3 separate regions of the Mus musculus genome follow, and regions 2 and 3 are each linked to region 1. A link is a contact called in public Hi-C data. All regions are on one chromosome and are shown on one strand. Each heading gives the region's core, a stretch centred on a gene start, on an enhancer-like site or on the middle of the called end of the contact. The rest is flanking DNA. Distances are from core to core; before and after follow the strand shown. Region 1 overlaps Il18rap (interleukin 18 receptor accessory protein). Region 2 has its middle 47 kb from the start of Il1rl1. Region 3 has its middle 30 kb from the start of Il1rl1.

Region 1 (4,444 bases), core at 1,033-3,532:
CAGAGTAAATGTCCTCTGGCCATAGTGTGACACTGTAAGTGTGCCATGACGGTAGCTTTCCTATGCAGATCCCTTATTTATAAGTTGAGTCATGGAGGGTGCAAGGTGCTGATGTGACTCCTAGTCTAGGAATGTTTAGACTTCCATGGGGATGAGCACCCGCAAATGTAATTTACAACAGGCAACAGGAAAGGTACAGATGAGCTCTATAGACATTTGTAGGAACAAAAATAGGTAAAATGACTCAGCATCGTAGGTCAGCTCATCAGGAATTTCCCATCAACCTGGCTCTCTAGAGTTAATTGTGGAAAATTCCATCCAGACTTGAGATGACAGAGATAGCAGCATGGCTTTCTATTACATAATAGGCTGTGTTGGTCTAGATGTGTTTGCTCAGATCTCTGTGTTTCCCTTAGTGGTGTTTGTATACATCCTTCTCGGCACGGCCTTGATGCTGGTGGGCGTTCTGGTGGCAGCTGCTTTCCTCTACTGGTACTGGATTGAAGTTGTCCTGCTCTGTCGAACCTACAAGAACAAAGATGAGACTCTGGGGGGTAAGAACACCCAGTGTGCCACTCCCTGTCTAAATGACAAGACACTGTTACTTAGTTATTCCCTATCTATTGGCTCTCTTTTCTTAGAACTGTCTTAGTTGTGATTTCACATGCCTCCTGCCAGCCAGAGCCCATGAGAAAAGTCAGAGGTAGCTAATGCCTGATAGGTAGTGTTTTATCTCGAAGGATTAGGTCCTTCCTCTTCTTCTTTTCCTCCTCCTCCTCTTCCTCTTTTTCTTCCTCTTCTTTTCCCCCTCTTCTTTTTCTTTTAATTTTTCTTCCTCCTCTTATCCTCCTTCTTCCTCCCCCTCCTTCTCTTCACCTTTCTCTTCTTCTTTTTCTTCTTTCTATTCTTCTTCTTCCTCTTCTAATTCTTCTTCCTCCTCCTCCTAGTCTTTCCTCCCCCTTTTCTTACTCTTCTTCTTTTTTCTTCTAATTTTCCTGCTCCTCTTCTTGTTCATCTTCTCCTCCTTCCTCTTCCTCCTCCTCCTCCTCTTCTTCTTCCTCCTCCTCCTTCCTCTCCTCCTTTTGCTCTGGCTTTACACCAGGAAAGACTGAAGAAACAATTCTAGCTCATTCTAGTTACCAGGAACCTTGTAGAAGATACTTTTGTGGGATTTATGGGACTTAGAAATATTCTCTTTGCTAACCAATCTGGGGTGATTCAGCAAGTGGCAGCTTTATATACCGCTCTCCTCATTCATAAAACAGGACTGTCGCAGCAGCAGGCAGAGGACAGTATGTGAGCTCACTGAGGCTAGACCTGGTTTGCCTTTAGACTGGTACCTAAGTATATAGAAACTCAGTATGGTCTGCGATGAATGTCACTTGAGGATGGGTCATATGCCCAGTCAGAGTATTGACTATTGCCATCTTCACAGTCCCCTTAGACAGAGAAAGATGAAGCCATAATCTTCGTATGAGACCACCCAAAGAGGCTGTGTCTTAACTTTGAATCTTTAAGTCTGGTTTTAGGAAACCCATCACCTGGGTTATTACCACATGAAAACAAGGCATGCCAGGTCAGGGATTTGTCCCAAACAAGTGTAAGTTGCACAAATTACAAGTCCTATTATTACCAATGACACTTCTGTTAATTCACCCACAAGACATGGTTGCAATACCCATCATGTTGTATGGGCTAGAATGCTGCTTTAAGCTTTGCTGGCTTCAGCAAGTCTCAGGTCAGTGTATTTGCAGTGTCAGTGACTGACTTTACTGCTTGGAGCAGAAGGTCTGCCTGCCGTGTAAGCACCTTCACTGGGAGGGTCCTCTGAGGCCAGTGGCTTTTGCAGGCTGAAATTACGGCACCAAGAAAAGAAAGTAAGAAGTGTTTCAGGTCTGAGTTCAGTTCCCCGCCCCCACAAACACACACAAACACACACACACACACACACACACACACACACACACACACACACACACACACACACCTGAACCAAGCTAAGAAAACTAGAGAAATACATGCATTTCATCTTATTTTAGATCGATTATTGATAACATCCTTTGAGTTCCATATAAGCCAACAGTGTTTTCAGAATTTTTGTTTGTTTAATTAGCCTTTTATATTTGTATGGAACAAATTCACTGAACCCCCCCCCCCCTAAGATTCTAGAGTTTAACAAAGCAGAGTCAGTTGATAGGGATCATTTAATTTTGTCTCATGTGATTTCACTTCTTGGTGATTTGCTCAGAACTGGGTTCTGGAGCACAGTGATTCAGCGCCCTCTGCTGGTCAAACGGATATTTATTTACAAAATGAAAGCCCAAGAGTTCATTGTGAATGTCTAAACTTCATTTAGAAAGAAATAACACTAGGAGGACATGTGTAGGTCCTCTAACACCACACTCTGTAAATTCATTGCTAAATAAGTTTATCTTTTTTTTGTTTTGTTTTGTTTTCCATTTTTTATTAGGTATTTAGCTTATTTACATTTCCAATGCTATACCAAAAGTCCCCCATACCCACCCACCCCCACTCCCCTACACACCCACTCCCCCTTTTTGGCCCTGGCATTCCCCTGTACTGGGGCATACAGAGTTTACGTGTCCAATGGGCCTCTCTTTCCAGTGATGGCCGATTAGGCCATCTTTTGATACATATGCAGCTAGAGTCAAGAGCTCCGGGGTACTGGTTAGTTCATAATGTTGTTCCACCTATAGGGTTGCAGATCCCGTTAGCTCCTTGGGTTCTTTCTCTAGCTCCTCCATTGGGAGCCCTGTGATCCATCCATTAGCTGACTGTGAGCATCCACTTCTGTGTTTGCTAGGCTCCGGCATAGTCTCAGAAGAGATAGCTACATCTGGGTCCTTTCAATAAAATCTTGCTAGGGTATGCAATGGTGTTAGCGTTTGGATGCTGATTATGGGGTGGATCCCTGGATATGGCAGTCTCTACATGGTCCATCCTTTCATCTCAGCTCCAAACTTTGTCTCTGTAACTCCTTCCATGGGTGTTTTGTTGCCAATTCTAAGGAGGGGCATAGTGTCCACACTTCAGTCTTCATTCTTCTTGAGTTTCATGTGTTTAGCAAATTGTACCTTATATCTTGGGAATCCTAGGTTTGGGGCTAATATCCACTTATCAGTGAGTACATATTGTGTGAGTTCCTTTGTGAATGTGTTACCTCACTCAGGATGATGCCCTCCAGGTCCATCCATTTGCCTAGGAATTTCATAAATTCATTCTTTTTAATAGCTGAGTAGTACTCCATTGTGTAGATGTACCACATTTTCTGTATCCATTCCTCTGTTTTATCTTTTGATTTATAGAAAACTCTGGGGTTTTTACAAAACCCTGGGAGGGTCAGAGGTAGATATGGTGTGTTACACATTTTTATTTTTATTTTGCTTTTAAAATCATTTCTATTGATATTCATCCACCCTTCCTTTTACCCTTCCCCCTCCTCAGTAAAGTCAATCTCACTTTTTAACCCTTTCTGCGTACTGGCGTGTCCTACTATCCTCCTCTCTGGAACTTCTTCTTTACTCTTATCTCAAGGTCTCATCATTAAACACACCAGCACTTACCTACAGGCCACACCTCAGAGTCTCCTCCTTTCTATATGGGCAGTCGAGTACCTCACAAACTAGCTTCTATAGCTTTGGGGGCTCTGAGCCTCCTGTTTTATTTGTGGATGGTAGCCAATCCTCTGGGCATCTCTTTTAGCAAGCACACTGCTGAACGGCCTGAGACACTACTTGTGGCCTGAGACACTAGTTACATCTAACAACACTGTAGATGGAGGTTATGGAATGACCTGAAATATAAACTACAGCTGCTCCATCCCAAAACGTGTGAGTTAATGTGTGAGTTTTCTGTCTCTTCGAGGTAGTTTTTTTATTTCAGCATATCCCAACAAATCTTCCTGATAATATTATCAACAGAAGTACAAGAGACCTGTACAGTGTCCTAAGACTACTTCTATAAATGTAGCTTCTCAAATATAAGGGGAGGGCTGTGTGAGAGCCAGAGACTCTGGTCTGGCATATTTGCTACCTCATGCAACCATTCCTGCAAGGGGAACTCGACTGATCTCACCTCACAAGGAGATACAAGTACTGTCGTCACTTGACACAGCCCTTCATGACAAGGGTACATTCAGATACATGTACCCTTAGGCTACTTTTCTTTGTAGAAACAAAATATAGTGGGCTTGTATAAACCTAGACAGTATAAACTACGACACAGTAGGCTGTGGACTCTCTGGAGAGTGTGTGTATATAAGCCTATCACTACACAGTGGGTACTATATATGCAAATACATAGATAAAGCCCAACTACTCCCAGGTTGTGATGAGCAAAACAACCAACACCCAGTTAAGCAGAAGAGAACATTTATCCAATTGTGAGACTTGTTAACTGCCAGGTACGTGAGGCTGCTGATGGT
Region 2 (4,444 bases), core at 1,297-3,796, 150 kb before region 1:
AGTTCTGCCCTTACTCTGCCTTTGTGTGAAGCAGCTAAAAGTGCTTTCTCCTCTGATCAAACTCATGCTTAGCCCAGAGAATGGAACTGATCCTGGTTGGAGGATGAGTTGAGTACTAATTTCTACTATAGATAGCAGGAGGACACTCCATACTCCATCCACAGGCAACCGGAACATCCAAAGACACAAAGCAACAAGGAAGACAAATAATTCCCCCAAACTTGGGTCATTTGGTGCAGTGGCAAGTATTTAGAATAAAGAGCCTTAAGACGTAATCTGGGCATTTCCCCCAGGGTCTGTGTGAACTAGTGGTGGCTGGCTTTTAAGAAGGAAACTAAACCAAGTTCACTGAGATGAGGTTATATACATGGAGGAGGATCGTTAGGATGCTGTTAGAGTCCTGGTGAGAGGAGGAAAGAAGATGGACAGATTGGTGCAGAGTTGGTTGCAGCGTTAACCAATTTGAAGAGGACTGAGGAAAATAGCCCCACTCCTCGAAATGTATCTTCAAACCATCAACATTCATTGGTAGCCGGAATCATGAGAATCTATGTGAACCCTCAAGAAGGAAACAGGCCCACATCTTGGACGAAGACTGATGCTCAAAGAGGAACCAATGAGGAAGCCAGAGAGTGAAGAAACTCAAACAGGAGGTGCAAGGGAAGGTGATGGAAACAAGGTTGGGGGCAAGGCCAAGAATGGGGAACCAGGAGGAAGTGGTCACAAAGACAGAAGGTGCCAGTGGAGAACTAAGAACAGAAGAATATTTTTTTTTAGCAAGGCTGTAGGAGGTGTCCTGTTCTCTTTGGTGAACAGTTCAGTTCTTCCACAGTAAATTGACCTCAGGCTCCAAGGGCAGCTGTGTGGTAAGGTTGGTGAAGGCTGGTGCAGGGTTGCCAAGTGAAAAGCTGAGTAAAAAAGTAAGGAAGAGGTCAAAGTGTCACACGATGGTTAAGGACAGATAGGTAGGATTTTAGCCATAGTGGGAAGGGGACTGGCACTAAACCATTCACAGTGAGTCCTTTTCCAGGTAAGACTGCACTGGGAGCTGAGAGGTCGAAGGACCAAGTCTGTTTTACAAGTGCAACAGCCAGGTGTGAACAAGGAGACACATTTCTCAGTGAGGAGGGAGCAGACATGGGAGAGGATCATGGGAAATTCTGGCTAAGAGATGTTGATGTTCCTCAGACAGGAATGGAGGCCAAGTGGCGCTTAGCACTGGGTTGAACGGAACACCCGGAAAGGCTCAGAATGGAAAGGAAGATAATGGTAAGTACGATGTTTTTATCTGTGGTGTATCAACTTCCCTCCCGATACAGCCGGGTAACCTGAGTCTCTAGATTCTGTTTGGAGAAGCCAGAGTTATTTTGTGTTTTGTGCTCCATTCCATTAGCGTGTCTCTACTACGACAGCCCAAAGCACTTGCTCAGAGTTTGGCTCGGCAGCTATTAAATGAATATATTCCATACTAGTGCTGAATAGCGACATTAGGGCTGGCAAGTATTTGTTTAGCAGTCGGTGGAGAAAAAAAAAAAAGGGCAGATAAATGCAAGACATAAGGCAAAGAGGGAGCCCTGCCCTGGTCCACTGACAAATGTCCTGCCCTTTGGTCAGGGATGATGACTGCCTTGCTCCAAAGACTGAGGGGAACGTCACAATCTCCACTCTAAGCTGTCTGCCTAACTTGATGCAGTGCATTTGTGCAGACAACTGTAGTTACTGGGGTTAAGGTTTGCATGGTGAGGTATTTGGACTTGCATCGTCGTGGGCCGGGTACCTCCTATCACTGCAAAATGTGTGGCATCCTTCCTTAGAGGCTGTAGCTGTTTCTTCTGGGCTCTTCCTTCTGCTAATATGACTTCCCCCTTTTAGTTTTTGGTCACTCTTAATTTCTATCCCACAAGTTCCTATTTTCCTTGCCTTCGTTGCTCTTCTCCTGCTCTGCATCCTTTCTCTTCTGGTCTTTGAAGCATGAAGACCTCCTCCCTGCCCAGGATCCGTGCTTTGATAGAAACATCTCTGGCTCACAGTTGCAGCTGATGTTCTCCTGAGCTGCTCAGCTGACACGAGGGTTCACATTCCCTGGAAGTGGCATCCTCACCCTTGCTTTGCTCTGCTGGGTTTGGGGGTCCAAGATCCCTTTGGGCATATGATTTACCTAGTGATGTAGCTGTAAACAGCTATAGGACCCTCTCCATTCCCATCAGGATAAGAAGGCGGAGGCTACCTTTCTCTCCAGCTGTCTCAACCCACACGTCCACCTTAAAGCCCTGTCTAACTCTTTGAACTCCTCTAAGGCCACTCAATTTGCTGTTCACCACAGAGGCACATTTTTTCCTACCTATTATTCCAAAAAGCAGATGTTATTCATAAGCATGGCACCTGCATGTAATGATGAGGATGAAGAAATAGAGTTACTCCGAATTTGTGGGTCTGGAGAGGTTTGCTTACACATTTAAGGAGGCTGGTGACGTCATGCTGTGTCACTTTCTCTGTGAGGGTTCAGCTCCCCGCTGCCCCGGGGCACTGGGGTGGAGACAGATGATTCATGATGACTAAGGTAGCATGTTTCTGTGGTGAGCTTGTGAGAATTTGGACAGTGTGGTTGGTGTCAAGAAGGAGTGGAAGCCATGATGCCAATGGCTACGGCGCTGCCTCGGTGGAAGCAAAACTCTGACAAGTCTTCCATTGCCTGTCCTGAGGTCAGCCTTGAAACCTACATCCCTCCCTAGAGATGCACCAAACATAGAACACAGTAGTCAGTGTCCTCTTTACCACAGCTAAGACCTGGGACCATAGCAATTGGGAGGAGGCTAGAATATGACTTGACTTCCAATCTCCTGATAGAGACTAAATGTGGCTGTCTTCCTGGGGTTGCTATGACAGCTCATCACAGCCTGGGTAACATACGACAGATCTATTTGATCTTGGCCTTGGAGGATGAAAGTTCAAGACGGAAGAGCTAACAGGACTGGCTCCTTCTGAGGTTATCGAGGGACAGGCTGTTTTTGGACCCTCATCTTTGCTGCCTTCCCCCTGTGTCTTCATGTGGCCTCCTTTTGTGTATATACATCTTCTGCGTCTCACTCCTTCTCAAGGGGACCAGGGAATTCTGAACCAGAGTAGTATGGAGCTCTCTGGGACAGACTATGCTTTTCATATACGTATGTTTTCTTAAGAAGTTTATTTTTAAGTTAACTGCCTATGTGTCTTTATGAGTTTGTGAGTGTCACATGTGTGGGAGCCCTTGGAGAGCAGAAGAGGACATTGAGTACCTTAAAATTGAAGTTATAAAAGTTTTTAAATTGCTATGTGGGTGCTAGGAACTGAACCTACCTCCTCTACAAGAACAGCAGTACTTTTAACCACTGGGCCATTGCCTTTTAGCCTCTTGTATACATATATTCTTATAATTAGTTTAATTTTAAACTGGCACAACAAGAGATTCACAAAACCTTATTCTAGATGGCAGTTAACTCAGCATTTGCTTTTTTTTTTCCTTAAACATTTTCACATTTTTCTCTTCAAAGAAGGGCTTTCCAGTTTCTCGTGGGTGTATGCAAATTGCCAGGGGCATCTTGCTCTTTGGCACCATTGGTAACTAATATGGGGGTAATTTGTTGTAATCTTATTCCAATAGCACATACCTGAGACAATTAAATTGAGAAGCTTATTCTGGTCAAGGCTTTGAAGGGTTAACCCATGATGCACCAGTCTCCATCTCTTCGGGCATGCAGCAGGATATCATTGCAGGCATATGAAGTACCCACTTCAGGAACTGAGAAGGGTGTAATCTAGATGTTCCGTTTAGGGCTGAACACTAAACTGATACTTGCTCTCTGCTCTTTGACCAGTAGTGTGTCTATGTGTTAACCACTGTACAAAGAAACCTCTCTGAAGAGGTCTGAGAGCCACTCTAATCTACGAGAGAGAGAGAGAGAGAGAGAGAGAGAGAGAGAGAGAGAGAGAGAGAGAGAGGGGGAGGGGGAGGGAGAGGGAGAGGGAGAGGGAGAGGGAGAGGGAGAGGGAGAGGGAGAGGGAGAGGGAGAGGGAGAGGGAGAGGGAGAGGGAGAGGGAGAGGGAGAGGGAGAGGGAGAGGGAGAGGGAGAGGGAGAGGGAGAGAGAGAGAGAGAGAGAGAGAGAGAGAGAGAGAGAGAAATAATTTTCACACCTAGGGGCCTGGGACTTCCTGATATCCTTATACACTTGTTATTCTAAATTATTCTTCCACTTGCCCTTAAAACTAGTTTAGACCAGTCCACTCCAATCTTCCCCCAAACTCTGGTTTCCACAGTATCTGTTGATAAATTGATAAATTCAAGGGTTTAATTCAAGCCCATACCTTGTTTGAATAGCTTGCATCACCTGCTGTGGCTGGTCTTTCATCTTGAAGTTATTTCTTACTTGGTTCCTTGACTCTATCCATTACTGGGTTTCTTCCCCT
Region 3 (4,444 bases), core at 1,281-3,780, 130 kb before region 1:
TGTCTAATAATGGGCATCACTCTGAGAAGCTGAGGTGTGCAGGAGCTTCTCAGCCTATAAGGATGGGAGACTCAGCAGTGCCAATCCAGGGTTGAAAACCTTGAGGAGTTCCAGAGAGTCAGTGGTTTTCAGTCTCCATTGGAAGACTGAAGAAGCTGAGCTCCCATGGCAGGAAGAGACATCATCATCACCACCACCACCACCACCATCATCACCACCACTACCATCATCATCATCATCACCACCACTACCATCATCATCAGCAGCAGCAGCAACAGCAGCAGCAGCAGCAGCAGCGTAGATGGCTTAAGCAGCGGGGAGCAAAGAGGGGCTCTTCTCTCAGGCCTCTGTGTATCTGCTAGAAGGTGCTGTCCATTTGAGAGAAGATCTTCACCCTTTAAACTAACATCTAAAATTAACCACCACAAATTCACCTGGTGTCAGCTTGGTACTCAACATCTCCACCCTGTTTCTCTACCCTGTTCTGTAGCCCACATGACTTGCTTAATTTCCAAATAATAAAAGCAATGAGTTCATAATCCTGCTAATATGATATAGCAGCCATACCACTTGTAATAAAAAACACTATTTTCCCTCAGAATAGATGACAAAAATCTACACACACACACACACACACACACACACACACACACACACACACACACACACATTCATATATGTGGGCCTGAGTGTATAAACATGTACCACCTATGTACAGGAAGGCATCCAAGGAGGCCAACAGAAGCATCAGATCGCCCAGCACTGGCCACAGACAGCCCTGAACCACCATATGGATGGATACTGGAAACTGAACTTTGTCCTGTGCAAGAGCAGGGAGCACTGTTGACCGCTGAGCCATCCCTGCAGCCCAGAGGCTCTTAAGGAATGCTTAGACTTTCTGTTTTCTGTAACTTAAATGTGGTAATGATTTATAACAATTAATTACTGATACTACCTCAATTGATGTCATGTTACATGATAAAGCAGTAAGGGAAAAACACACATCTGCTTAACGTATGTGTGTAAGTGCACAAGCACAACCAAACGGTGGTTACAACCCTCCTTCCTACAATTGGTCACATGGCTTTAGTTGGTATTTATAAAAACTTTCCTCTACTACCATTTCTGTATTTCCTCCACCCTCAGCAAGTACCTGAGCAGGCCTAGGATCTGTACCTGGAACAGTGATCAGTCACAACGAATAGAGACCCAAATATTCATTTCTGAGGACTGTAGATTTATTATCTTACCTGAATTGGGTTGTCATCTTCTACTAATCTTAATCATAAGACATGGCCAAATTCTGAAAAATCTGTTACACTCCAGACATACTCTTTGGGGAGAATTAGTCCAGTTTCTCCCTAGTAGTCTGGACAGTCACTCCTGGGAGCAAAGTCACTCCTTTCTTAGCTGGTTAACATCTAGTTCAGTGGAATACTTATATACCTGACAGAAGTTCTCCATTTGGAATAAATACATGTAGGTGGCAAGTCTTTTATTAATGGGAATAAGATGTAGACAAGTAGTTCATGGGTCCCTGTGGATGATGATGGGTTGTGTCATTCTTTTTTTTTTTTCCCTCCTGGCTTTATCAGAAACTGTACCACATGTCGGAGGCAGATGCAGAATCTATGATATAGGATGGTGTATCCCGTCCCTTGGGACTCAGCTATTCGTGGGTGTGAGGGGGACTGCAAACCTGGAAGAAAATGGGATGGAAGAGAAATAAAAGCCGAAGACCAAGTAGATTGTTTCCTATCAAGGTCTCCGTTTATTTGGCTGAGACGCCGGATTTTAAAGCATACATCGAGGGGAATAGGGAGGGGTGGAGGGGGAATTAACAGAGAACAAAGAAGTAGGCATCTGCTAACATGAGGGCAGAAGTCAGGCTCCAGGTGGTGGGCACTCTGTGTCTTATCTCTGGAACATAGATCCTCCTTAACAGCCTTGGGTATCAGGCTGGGCTCAGCGCATAACTCATGTCCTTGGATGTCATAAGAGTCAGGAAAAGATAAGGAAGAGGGGACTATAATTCAGCTTTTTTAGCCTGAGGTGCCAGGAAGGGAACAGGGAGAAGGGAGTGATGACCCACTCCTAGCACGAGACCATTTGGCTTGTCAGGGTGGGAGATTGTGAAGGGCTTGCTTTCTCATGGTATGGTCTCTAACAATGGTGATGCAGAATCAATCCATGTGGGATGGTGATGCAGAATCCATGTGGGATGGTGATGCAGAATCCATGTGGGATGGTGATGCAGAATCCATGTAGGATACGGATGCTGAATATACAGCCTTTTGAAGAATCTGCCCCAGGCCTCAGGCTCTTGCCACTTTTCCATATTCTAACTCTATCTTTCACAGTCCAATTCATTTTTTTTTGTTTTTTTGTTTTTTTTTTTTTTTTTGGCAAGCTACTCCAGGAAGGTGGGGGGCATGGAAGGCTAGTGGCTTCTGTGAGCATGGGCTCACTGTTGCACTTCTTTCTTTGTAAAGCAAGTTCCTTTTTCAGGAGCAATGCTGTGTGGAATAGTAAGATGGGGAAATAGGACATCCTGTTAAGCCTGTGTGGTTATTTTGGCTGAAGCATTACACACAGGTCAGGCAAAGCAACATAAAGAATAACTGGGCCAGTGAAGACAAAATGTCACACTTCTCTTCATGGAAGTAGGCAAAGTTAGTTAACATGACACCAGGCTGCTGGCTAGGCACCTGGGACATACTGCCACGTTGGCTGCTCAGCATTGGTCTCTGCTCTCTGTCTGTGTTACTGGCTGTACGCATTGCTTTCAACCCGGCTGCCATAGCTACTTTGTTCCTAGGCTCACTAGGAAATGACAGAGATTGTCAGGGAAGGGGTTGATAACAGTCACCTGGAACCCAAGTAACTTTATATCCTCTGATCATTAGGAGAGATGTACCATTGTACATTCCCCCCAAATGTCTTTCTTATCAATTTTCCAATCATTCTTTTAAGGCTCCGATGGCTGGTTATTGCTGATATATAATCACACCTCTGATCATGTTCCGGGGGAACAGAGTAAGAGATGGGTAGCACCTCAGAGTTCTACAGTTCTGTAAGGGGAAAGTCCTCCATGGTATACCTCTCTCCTCCAGTCCACACCTTTAAAAAGGTTCCACTACCTCTTCATACTGCTGCCAATCTACTGTAACTGGCATCTCCGGTGGAGCATTTTTTAACAATAGCATGTCCTTGTTTGTTTGTTATTTGATTTAGGCCCATTTCTCATAATAGACAGTCAGTGGCTCGTCTTGAGGGAAGAGGCCATGGCTTTTGTTTTTGTTGTTTCCAGTACTGTTCTTGTTGTAGTGCATGCAGCTAAGCATGTTAACCAAACTGAGAATACATTTGTAGAGAGAATAAACAAACCTCAGCCACCAACTGAAAAGGACCTTCACAGGGCTTCCTAACCAGTGGACCTCACTTATTAGTTCATGGAATGGAGAAGACAGAAATATCAAACAGCTATAAGTATCCTCTTGAGGAAATTGTCATGTTGGAGAAATAGGAAAGACCCTTAAATGTCTCTACAGGCTAGCTAAGTTCCTGTCCTATGGTGGTCGCTGTCATGGACGCTTCTACTCCTTGGTTTGTTCTTTAAACCCCAGTGAGACAAGTATTGCTATAATTCTTATTTTTTCAAATAGGAGAATGGAGGTTTACAGATGTTGAATAACTATATTAGGGTGATATAGTTACTAAGTGACTGGGCATGATTTGATCTGTGGAATACTGGATTCGACTGGAATAACTGGGCTGAAAACATGGTAAGTTTTTTTTTTTTTTGACAGATACTATTTTGGGACGAAGAGAAAGAGGAAATGGAGGATGCTGAACCACATTTTTCCTATTTGTGTGCAGCAGTGATCCCTTAAGTAATCTTGAGAATACTGTGATTAAAATTAACCCCCAATCACCCAGAGCAGAGTAACCAATATTAGACTTGGCCTGTCACTCTAAACAGTTGGAAAACTGAGCAGGGTACCATGATGACTGAACTGCTCTACTAGACTGCAATTCAGAATTAAATGAAGGCAACACAAGTCAGAAATACTTCACATCCAAAACAATCAACTTGCAGCTACAATTACTAGATGTTCTTAGACAGGAAAGCATGGCTCCTAATTCAAGAGGTAAGCCCTTAAGTAGAAACAAACACAGATTACAGAGAAAATGGAACCAGGAGACAAGGACTCGAAACCAGTTTGGTTGTTCCTCAGAAAATTAGACATAGTTCTGCCAGAAAATCCAGCAATCTCACTCCTGAAGATGTTCCAACTTGTAATAAGGACACATGCTCCATTATGTTCATAGCAGCCTTATTTATAATAGCCAGAAGCTGGAAATAACCCAGATGTCCCTCAACAGAAGAATGGATACAGAAAATGTGGTACATTTACACAATGGAGTACTACTCAGCAAATAA

What was found. A called contact is a pair of places that touch in the nucleus more often than the background predicts.
Region 2: a Hi-C map of bone marrow-derived macrophages shows a contact between it and region 1, with 4 times the contacts expected there. The contact joins two enhancer-like sites. A contact is called at or near these places in 2 of 39 promoter capture datasets (the 3T3-L1 cell line and embryonic stem cells), 7 of 15 datasets of contacts at CTCF or cohesin (CD8 T cells, the NIH/3T3 cell line, embryonic stem cells and 3 more), 234 of 484 Hi-C or Micro-C datasets (the 3T3-L1 cell line, 3T3-L1-derived adipocytes, the 63-12 cell line and 127 more), 25 of 115 datasets of contacts at active chromatin or transcription factors (the 230-238 cell line, CD4 T cells, CD8 T cells and 19 more) and 5 of 9 other capture datasets (adipose tissue, bone marrow-derived macrophages, embryonic tail and 2 more).
Region 3: a Hi-C map of bone marrow-derived macrophages shows a contact between it and region 1, with 33 read pairs. The contact joins two enhancer-like sites. A contact is called at or near these places in 7 of 39 promoter capture datasets (the 3T3-L1 cell line, 3T3-L1-derived adipocytes, the HPC-7 cell line and 3 more), 2 of 15 datasets of contacts at CTCF or cohesin (CD8 T cells and the NIH/3T3 cell line), 3 of 484 Hi-C or Micro-C datasets (3T3-L1-derived adipocytes, the HPC-7 cell line and bone marrow-derived macrophages), 2 of 115 datasets of contacts at active chromatin or transcription factors (the HPC-7 cell line and bone marrow-derived macrophages) and 3 of 9 other capture datasets (adipose tissue, liver and macrophages).

Annotation. Positions count from the first base shown.
Region 1 is chr1:40,542,574-40,547,017 of GRCm38.p6, forward strand. It overlaps Il18rap (interleukin 18 receptor accessory protein), which reads left to right. Exons shown (of 13, transcript NM_010553.4): 11 at 417-554. Among named protein-coding and RNA genes, the nearest start is that of Il18rap, 29 kb to the left of the region's middle. Within about 2 kb of position 2,283, at least 7 of the 459 cell types and tissues checked have an H3K27ac peak or open chromatin away from gene starts, as enhancers often do. A contact at or near this core is called in the STO cell line and bone marrow-derived macrophages, where this site is marked.
Region 2 is chr1:40,390,890-40,395,333 of GRCm38.p6, forward strand. No RefSeq gene overlaps it. Among named protein-coding and RNA genes, the nearest start is that of Il1rl1, 47 kb to the right of the region's middle. Within about 2 kb of position 2,547, at least 57 of the 459 cell types and tissues checked have an H3K27ac peak or open chromatin away from gene starts, as enhancers often do. A contact at or near this core is called in the STO cell line and bone marrow-derived macrophages, where this site is marked.
Region 3 is chr1:40,407,556-40,411,999 of GRCm38.p6, forward strand. It overlaps a transcript of Il1rl1 not described here. Among named protein-coding and RNA genes, the nearest start is that of Il1rl1, 30 kb to the right of the region's middle. Within about 2 kb of position 2,531, at least 27 of the 459 cell types and tissues checked have an H3K27ac peak or open chromatin away from gene starts, as enhancers often do. A contact at or near this core is called in bone marrow-derived macrophages, where this site is marked.